2 separate regions of the Capra hircus genome follow, and region 2 is linked to region 1. Evidence: chromatin contacts called from public Hi-C data. All regions are on one chromosome and are shown on one strand. The core of a region is the stretch at or near the end of the contact, and the rest is flanking DNA. Distances in the headings are between cores, read along the strand shown.

The links. Hi-C and Micro-C count contacts between places; a contact is called where the count stands out from the background.
Region 2: a Hi-C map of liver shows a contact between it and region 1, with 11 times the contacts expected there. The contact joins two enhancer-like sites. A contact is called at or near these places in 4 of 5 Hi-C or Micro-C datasets (blood and liver).

The regions. Positions count from the first base shown.
Region 1 is chr19:34,408,745-34,413,097 of ARS1.2, reverse strand. No RefSeq gene overlaps it. Among named protein-coding and RNA genes, the nearest start is that of RAI1, 10 kb to the right of the region's middle. Within about 2 kb of position 2,652, at least 1 of the 5 cell types and tissues checked has an H3K27ac peak or open chromatin away from gene starts, as enhancers often do.
Region 2 is chr19:34,511,009-34,515,569 of ARS1.2, reverse strand. It overlaps NT5M (5'(3')-deoxyribonucleotidase, mitochondrial), which reads left to right. Exons shown (of 5, transcript XM_018064802.1): 5 at 1-138. Among named protein-coding and RNA genes, the nearest start is that of NT5M, 15 kb to the left of the region's middle. Within about 2 kb of position 2,454, at least 3 of the 5 cell types and tissues checked have an H3K27ac peak or open chromatin away from gene starts, as enhancers often do.

The DNA of each region.
Region 1 (4,353 bases), core at 1,403-3,902:
GAGGGTTCTGACTTCACCTAGGAGAGCAGAGTGTGCAGAGGGGTCTGAGCAGAGTCACTCTGGGCAGGAGGGGAGGAGAACTGTCTGCCACCAACACCTTTTGTCACTCACCTCTTGCCCACCCCGCCTTGCCGTTCGTCTTCCACACCAGTCCCCAGGCTCACTGGGCCATTCCAAAGTGAAGAGCTGTCCAGGCTTCTTTAGCCTGGACTAAATCCCTTCTCCCTGCCTGGCATCCAAGCCCTGGCCTGCCCAGTCCTGTGGACAGCCCTGGTCGCTCTCCCTACTCCCATCACCACCTGTGACCTGGCAGCCCCTCAGGCTGGAGCCCATGATGCTCCAGTACAGCAGCCCCGCCTCAGGGCCTTTGCACTTGCTGTTCCCTCTGCTTGCCTGTCCCTCCATCCTCAGGCCACTGCTGGCAGCCCTGCCCCCACCACCCCCATCACACTGGGCACTCATTAGCTGACTTGGTCTGTCCACCTCTCCTTGGACTGAAGATGCCCAGGAGAGGACCTGAGATCACTGAGTCCTCAGGGCCTGATGCAGAGTCAGCCCTCAATACACACATGCTGAATGAAATGTGAAATAGCGAGTGAGACTGTCTTTCACAACGTGCTATGTCCACAGAGGAAACTGCGGCTCAGAAGGGGAGGGGTGACCACAACGGCCGTGATCAGACACCTGGGCTGCCGCTTGTCCACACCGCCTCCGGCCAGAGACCCAGAAACACACAACGCACGCCTGCTGCCCACATGTCATGATGGGTACACACTCACAGCCTCACGCAGACATCTGTTCACACACTCATACACATGTGCACACAAACCACGCATGCCTGCCTCCCAAGCACAGGCCTGGGTGACTGACAGCCCAGGACTGCATGGGCTTCCGTCACCATGACAACGGATAGCACCAGCTTGGGTGTGAACAGCAGCCAGGAAGGACTTGAGCAGTGCATGTCAGGGCTGTGGCAATGGTCCCAGGCTCTCCACAGCCTGGCGCCAGCCTTTCCTGGGGACAAGATGGCCTCTCAGACATGTGGAAACTGCACTTGTTCATCCACTTCCGGGGCAAGACGCCCACTCCCCAAGATCTGTGCCAGGCGCAGCGTGGACCCAGCACTTCACACGTGTGCTCTCCCTGACTCCTCACTGTCCTTCAGATGAGCACTGCCAGGGAGCCCATGCCACAGGTGATGAGCTGAGGCCCAGAGATGGAAAGTCTCTTGCTCAGGGTCACACAGCAGTTAGTCAGCAGGGCTGAAAACTGGACCACTGCCCTGGGCCTCATCTCAGCCAGCATGGATTCTCCAGCAGCAAGCAACCTGGCCACCCTTTGCAAGGTAGTGAGCTCCCCATTATGAGTGGCGTTCAAACAGAAGTTGTCAGAGTTGCTATGGAAAAGGATTAGGCACTGGAGGAAAGGGGTTGGATGAGATGGCCTCGAATTAGTCTTTGAGTTGCGAGATGACAAAAAAAATTATTTGGTGAGCATAACTGGAAAGAAACCAACTTCAGGAATAGTTAGATCCAGCTCCATCACCTGGAAGGGAAACTGAGCCAATGAGAAGTGAGGTGCCGAGCCTGAGGCAAGGCTGGAGCCTCAGGGCCACTCAGCCAGCCAGAGTCGGGCCAGCCAGAGTCGGGCCAGCCAGAGTCGGGTGTCCTCCTCCCACAGGGGCAGGATCACTGTCCCAAAGCCTACATCCTTCCAGGGGTGACCAGGGCCATTCTGCCAGGCCGCCCTGGGGATACTTCAGATGGAGCCTTGGGGAGCTGAAGGTCCCAGTGGCTTGGAGCTGTGTCTGGTCTCAACTTTCCCATCTGTAGAATGGGCAGGTCACTTAATTCATGAGTGTGGTTCTTGTGTTGTGCTGGACAGCAGTAGCGTAAACCTGAGCTGTGGCTGTTGTGACTGGGAACCACAGAAAACATTTTTTATTTCCTTTAATTAGTGGCTGCTGACATCGCTCTGAGCAGCAGCTTCCAGGGCTCCAGACTTCAGTCAGGGTCTCCTCCTAGTTCTGTCTGCGCTTTATCCACCCCTCCCCCACTCCCCCAGGCAGGCTGCTGGGCATTTCCTTCCTCGGGCCATTTTGCTGGTGTCTCTGCCAGCCAGGAAAAGGTGGTCACCTGTGCTGGCCTGCGGCCCTGCCAGGCAAGGTGGCCGCACTCAGAGTGGCCTTGACACCTTCTCTTACCTGGAGGGGACACCTGCTGAGATCCAATTTCCTGCCAGGCAGCTAGAGGCGGTCTCAGCACAAGACTGAAGTCGGTTTAAGGATAGGAAGGAAGCAGGCTGTTTCTGGCACACCTGGGTTTCCCTCCAGGTCTGTGCCAGGTGTACACACCTGCTCTGCATGGGAGTGCTGCACACCTGTGCCCCACACCCCAGCATGTGCACACACATGCACACACGTGAATGGGCTCAGCCCTGCACTGGGGGCTTCCCCCTCCTCCAGAGCCCTCAGCAAACGTCAGGGTGTTGAGGTCCTGTGGCCTCTGGTCCGAGGCCAGGGGGTAGCCAGCCGCCTCCTCCAGGATGACCTCGGTGGAGCACAAGAAGCTGCAGACACAGGCGGACAGTCCCGGAGACGGCACAGGTGCATGGCTCCACCGTCCATCACGCGCCAAGTCCCTGGCCTCTCCTCTCCCACCACAGCCGGAGAAGGGAGTCAGGCCACCCAGGTGTGGGGGCTTCGTCGGGCGGGAGGGGAGACCAAGGCCCAGCAGGTGGCTCCCCGCCCAGCCTGCCCTGCTGGCTTGGTCACCTCCCCACCCAAGCGTCCAGGCTGTGCCTCTGCCCTGCACGCTCCCAGCAGCCGGGCCTCCAGTCTCCACCGGAAGAGCTTATCACCAATGACTTTCCAGACAGAAATCGATAGAAAACGTTTTATCTCCTTCCCCAGGGGCAGGCCGGCCTGAGAGCAGAGCTGGCTCCCATTACTATGGCGACCCTCCTGGCCCCCCCCCCCCCGTCCCCTCACTTCCCACTCCCTTCCCCCCTCCCTGCCCCCTCTTCCACTTCCTCCCCTGACGCCCCCAGTCCCCTTTCCCCTTCCCACGGAGCTGGCGCTGCTGTCTGGTGGCTGCACACAGCCTGGTGGCTGCAGCATTGCCATTCTGTGGGCCTGAGAGGGAGTGGCCCTCGCGCCCTCAGGTCCAGCCACCCTGGACCTTGGGGCCCTCTGCTTCCACACCAAAGTGCAGCTCTTGAGGCCAGCTTGGCCCCATCCCCGTGCCAGGCACTGGCCTCCGTGTCTGTGACACTTCTCTGATCACTAAGCTCAGTTTCCCCTCTGCAAGATCAGACGGGGGACAGTATGTCCCTACAGGGTAATGTGGGCACCCTGGAGCCTGGACATGTAAGGCAGGGAGCACAGGCTTGGTCAAGAAACACCAACCACAGCAGACAGGCCTCAATCTGCATGCCCATAGAATGGGTACATGAGAGATCATACTTGTGAGATCTAAGTGGGAGACGGGGGAAACCGTCCGGCCCTCTGCCCAACATGTTCTAAACAGTGCATCCTCTGGAAGAACCATCGTCCAGCACCTGCTGACCACCAGGTGTGGGGCGGGAGGAGGTGGAAGGGACAGGTGTGCCCCGCCCTCCGTGAAGGCTACCTGGTCACCGCCTCTGTGTGGCTCGCCCTGGAGAGGGATGCCCCACCAGGTCCATGTAACTGGTGCCCCCGCTCCACCCACAGGGCCGCATGGGGTTTCTTCCTACCTGCAGGCCGGGGGCTTTCTTCCTCCTTCCTCCTGGACTGCCCAGCCCCGTGTGGTCAGCCAGGCTGCAAACCTTCAGGACGGGAAGTGATACACACAGACCAGAGACTGGAGCCAGACTGGGGGGTGAGGGGGTGTCTCAGCTCTGTGCGCAGGGGTGCTCCTGCGGCCGCTGGATAATGGCCCAAAGATACCCACGCTCCAGCCCCGAACCTGTGTGTGTGACGGCAGAGGGCAGAAGGGGCCCTGCAGGTGTGACCAAGGGAAGGTCTTCAGATGCGGGAGGGTCCTGCCTTAGCTGGGTGGGCCTTGAATGTCATCACAAGTGTCCTTTCAGAAAGAAGCTGGGGAGGACTGACACAGGCAGGAGGAGGGACGATGACAGAGGCAGGGAGGTGGGGTGCGGGCACGAGCCGAGGGAGGCAGGCGGTCCCAGAACCTGATGGGAGACACGGCCGTGCCCTGGAGCTGCAGGAGCTGGCATCCTGATGTCAGCCCGGTGGTGCTGAGCTGGACTGCTGACCTCCAGGACCGCAGGAGCCAATCAATGCAGTCCTAGGGCGGCAGGTCAGTGGTCACGGGTCACGCCAGGCATGGGAGAGGCACAAACCCACCCAGT
Region 2 (4,561 bases), core at 1,205-3,704, 100 kb before region 1:
ATGCTGGCTCTGTGCAGGGGACCTCACAGCCCGGCCTCTGACCGGCTGGAGGGCTCGGCCCCCACTCCAACCTGGGGGTTTGCAGGCTGGGGTGTTCGCTGGAGGCGTGAACAATAAATGCTGTTCTTAGTCCCCACCCCAAGGTCCTCTGCGTCTGGTCCCTGGGTGTCCAGCTGAGAGCTAAGAGGTGAGAGGCGGGTGGGAGGCACAGCTTGGCAGGTTTGCCTCGCCATGGGCTGCATGGGGTCAGGGATGACAGGCCCTGACCTGGTGGAGGTAGCCATGCTGGCAGCTGCGATGTCCCCGAGTGGGAAGCAGCCCCCTAAGCAGCCACCCCTGCCTGTGCTTTCTCATCCACTTCTGCTGTCTTCCCCACAGCTGCCCTCCAGGAACCCCCTGCTTGCCCCTCAGGCTCTGGGCCTAAGTTGGCCAGGAGGAAGGATAGGAAAACAGCAGGTGGGTCCCAACCAGGAGGGTACTGGGGCTCCATCACGTGATCTCAAAATGCCTCAGCTCCATGGAGAGTGGAGACTGACCCCTTGAAAACATTGTAGATATTCTGGGCTCAAGATGTAGAGCCCCTGGGAGGAGCAGAAGCTCCAGGTTTGGGCAGAAAGACTCAGGGTGTTTCTCCACTTTCTGGGTGAGTTTCCCCAGTTGGGACCCACCCCAGTGTCATCACATCCTGTACACTAACGTGCCCTTTATGTGGCCTCACAACGCCTCTCGCGGCTTGCAACACTTTACGTGGGGTTGGGGGCACGTAGGAGGCGTATCAGAGGTCAACGGAGGATGAGATGGTTGGATGGCCTCACTGACTCAATGGACATGAGTTTGGGCAAACTCTGGGAGATAGAGAGGGACAGGGAAGCCTGGCATGCTACAGTCCATGAGGTCACAAGGAGTTGGACGTGACTGAGTGACCGAACCACAACAGATAGTGAAAAATGAACATGAACCCGCATGGCTGAGTTTTAGTGTGTTTATACCTTTGGTCTTGCCCACAACCAGCCCAGGAGTCCAGGGCTCAGAGAGTTTCCAGGTGAGCCCAGACCACCCAGCAAGCAGGGCTGGGGCGAGCTCAGCCCCCCAGAGGCCGCAGAGGAGAGGCCGCAGGAGGGGCCGGGAAGTGGGAGCCGGGAGGGTAGGGCCTGGTTTGCCACCAACTTGCTGGGACCTGGGCCAAACCACATGTCCCTGAGCCTCTTCCAGGGTTGGTCAGCCTGCATAGAAAGGGTTGCAAAAAACGGACATTTATTCCACAGTGTTGCTTCTCGGTGGAGGAAATGGACTTGCTTAGTGACACGCGGTTGGGGGAGGTGCGATGACCAGAGCCCCAGTGGCTGGAGCCCTGGCATCCAGAACAGTGGGCTTGGAAGGCTCCGACAGGAACCCGGGCAATGGTCCTGACTTGGCCACCTGGTGGCAGCACGACCTATTGAAATGGATGCAGGTGTGTGCACGCGCGTGTGTGTGTGTGTGTGCGCCTGTGGTGATGGGGTGCCAGTGATTACTGGGGGCACAGGCAACCTTGGGGAAGGACGAGAAGGAAGGACTCCTAAGCCCACTTCTGGGCTCCTGGAGCAGCAGCTCCCACCCATCCCCCTGGCCATTGTGGACAAGCTTGGACCCTGGGTGTCCACTGAGCTGAGGACAGTGTCCAGCCCGCCTGGCCAGCAGGAATCCTATCTTAGCCACAAGCCTCAAATACCCATCATGCTTACGACCTCCGAGTGGCTGAGATATCACTCTGCTTTTGCATCAGGCATGTGCGCAGGTCCCGGGCACCTTGGCCTGTGCCTGAGACCCCCCAGATGCCCTGCACCCCCAGATGCCCCACACCCCCAGACTCCCCTCACCCCCCAGTGCCCTGTGCCCCCCAGTTCCTGGGGTGTATCACTCCTGTGTCTCGTGTCCATTTTCCATTTAGAGGGTTTTCTGCACACAGCCACCCCCTGACCTTGGGGGGAATCAGGTCGCTGTCTCCCCAGCACTGTGCCCGAGGGAACGAGGGGCCCCAGCAGCTACATTTGTAGGCTTTTGTCCAGAGCTGCCCTGTCCCAGGGGCTGAGCCTCAGAGGGGAGGGGGCAGGCCTGCAGGCTCACACAGCTGCTTGCCTCAAAAGACTGGGCCATGCTGGGAGGAATGACAGAAATGCTGAAGGATAGAAATTCGTAGAAATGGGAACCGATCACCTCCCCAGCCAACACCTTGGCCTTGTTGGCAATTTTGGTGAAATTAAGAAGAAAAAAAACATTGATTTGATTGTGCAGTGCTGGCTTGGACCCACAGGCTGGGGCCTAAAGAGGCTGGAAGTGATAAAGGTTCTTATCGTGAGAGACGTGGGGCCAAAGGGTCGCTGCTGGTGAGGCCGCCTCCCTACCCGACCCTCCTTCGCAAAGGATAGTTCCCAGGTGGTGTCCGCCGGTGCGGGAGTTGCAGTTCACACATATGGACACCAGATGGCGCCAGAGAACCAGCGCTGACAGCTCTCACCTCTCAGGCCGGTGAGAGCCAGGCACTCGGATCAGACCTGCCTGGACCCAACGTCCTGGTTCTGAAAACTGTGGGCAAGGCCTAGGCCATGCACAGAGGGGACCCCAGCTGCTGATGGGTGAGTGGGAGGTACCTGAAAGCAGAGGGCTTGGAGTGGTTTGGACCCCAGGGACAGACCAGAAGGTAGACTGAGGTCCAGGTGGGTCCAGCTGGGACACCTTAAGTGTCCCTCTCTGATCTCCTGGAGGCCTCTGTGGTAACAGCCTCACTTCCTGGCTCCCCTCATTTACAGGCTCCATACGAACCAGAGGTGCAAACAGGAGCCCTCAGATGTGTTTACAGGTGGACATATTCTTTCCAGGGTGAGGCACCCAGGGGTCTGACCCAGAGACCAAGTGGGGGGCATGACTGCTCTGATTGGAGCTGAGGGTTCTTCCCTGCCCCCACGACTCAGGAGTCCTGGACCCTGGTGGCATCGGAGCCTCTGACCTCAGACTTAAACAAGGGCTGCCTGGCCTTGGCTCTGTCCTCAGACCTCCTCAGCACTGACTGCCTGAACTCAGACCCTGGGGGGTGGGAGTACCTGCTAAGCGAGTGGAAAGAGTTGGGAGCAGGGGGAGGACTAGACACAAACCAAGTTGTCCATCCTAACCATGAGGTTGAGTAAGAGAATCATTTTAATTTTGTGAAATCTGAAGGTGAGAATTCAGAGCTCAAGCTCGGTCCAAATGCCAAAGGCTGTGCCCTTCCCACCACCCACAACTGCTGCTTGGGCCGGGATGGGAGAAAGGAGCCCCAGATGCGGATGACTCACACTGAAGTCATGACTCCACCCCCTGCCGTGGTCCCAGGTCCCAGCCTTGCAGGACATCTTTCTCCTCCAGGAGGTGAACCTGAGCCTGGGGGGAACACCTTAAATGTGGGCAGCAGTGGGGCCTGAGGGAAGGAGGGAGCCTGGGGGGAATCTGGGGCTCGAGGGGCCCAGCTCCTCACAGGACACCTGTTTAGGGCGCCTGAGTGGGAGCCACCAGGTGAGCTGAGCCCTCTTCCTCATCACCCCCAACCCCCCCACACACCTGGGCCAATCTGAGAAGACAGGCATCTGTGTTTGGGAGGTTGAATGTGGGAGCCAGGCTGAAGGGATGGGCAGGGCCCCAGGGGGGTGGGGAGCCCCCAGCCCAGCACATTGGGCATTGTTTAGGGGTGACTCTGCTCTTGCACATGTGGGAAGGCTGTGTGGCTGGGGTGAACCTCAGGTGCCAACAGTCGTCAGGCACCTGAACAAGGGAACGATACCAAAGGAACGGGGTTGAAAACAAGAACTTGGAGCAGGAATACTCAACAGCCTTGGGCAGAGAGCCTTAGCCTTACACTGTGCCCTCAAAAAGGCCAACTAGAGTGTTTGGAAAATTAAATCTGGTCATCAAAGAAACTCGATAAATGGGCTGAATGTGTTAGTGGACGCAGCTGAAGAGCAAGTAGATGCGTTGGATGATTAAGCCGAGGACTCGCAGCATGAAAGGACGAGAGACGAAGGTGAAGATGCAGAAGACAGAGTTCATTTTTTGGTCCAAAAGGAGACAAAGATGCAGGAGGGAACTTCCCAAAGCTGAGAATGTCCCGGAACTCAGATTGAAAGAGGCCACAAGGGCCAGGCAGGATGAATCTGCCACTGGACAGGGGTTGATGTTTTATTAGAGCCTAAATATTTCCAAACAGAAACCAGACAACTTGCAAGAGAATGTAACAAATACTAGAAACAAGAAAAAAAAAGGTAGTAATTATCTCCACATCCTGAGGGAAAATAATTGCACACTCAGAGTTCTTTACCCAGCTGAATGTAAGACTAAAAACACTTCCTGATGACATGGGAGGTCTCAGATCATATGGCATCAAAAACAATTCCTTTTCGAGAATACAACTAATTGATGTTCTCTGGCAAGAAGAAAAACTAATCCAGAAATGGAATATAAGAAATGATGAGTCAAGAATGATAAAAAATTTGCTAAGTCTAAGAATGTGTTGGCTGCTTAAGGATTCGTAACAATTTGGTACTAAAATTAT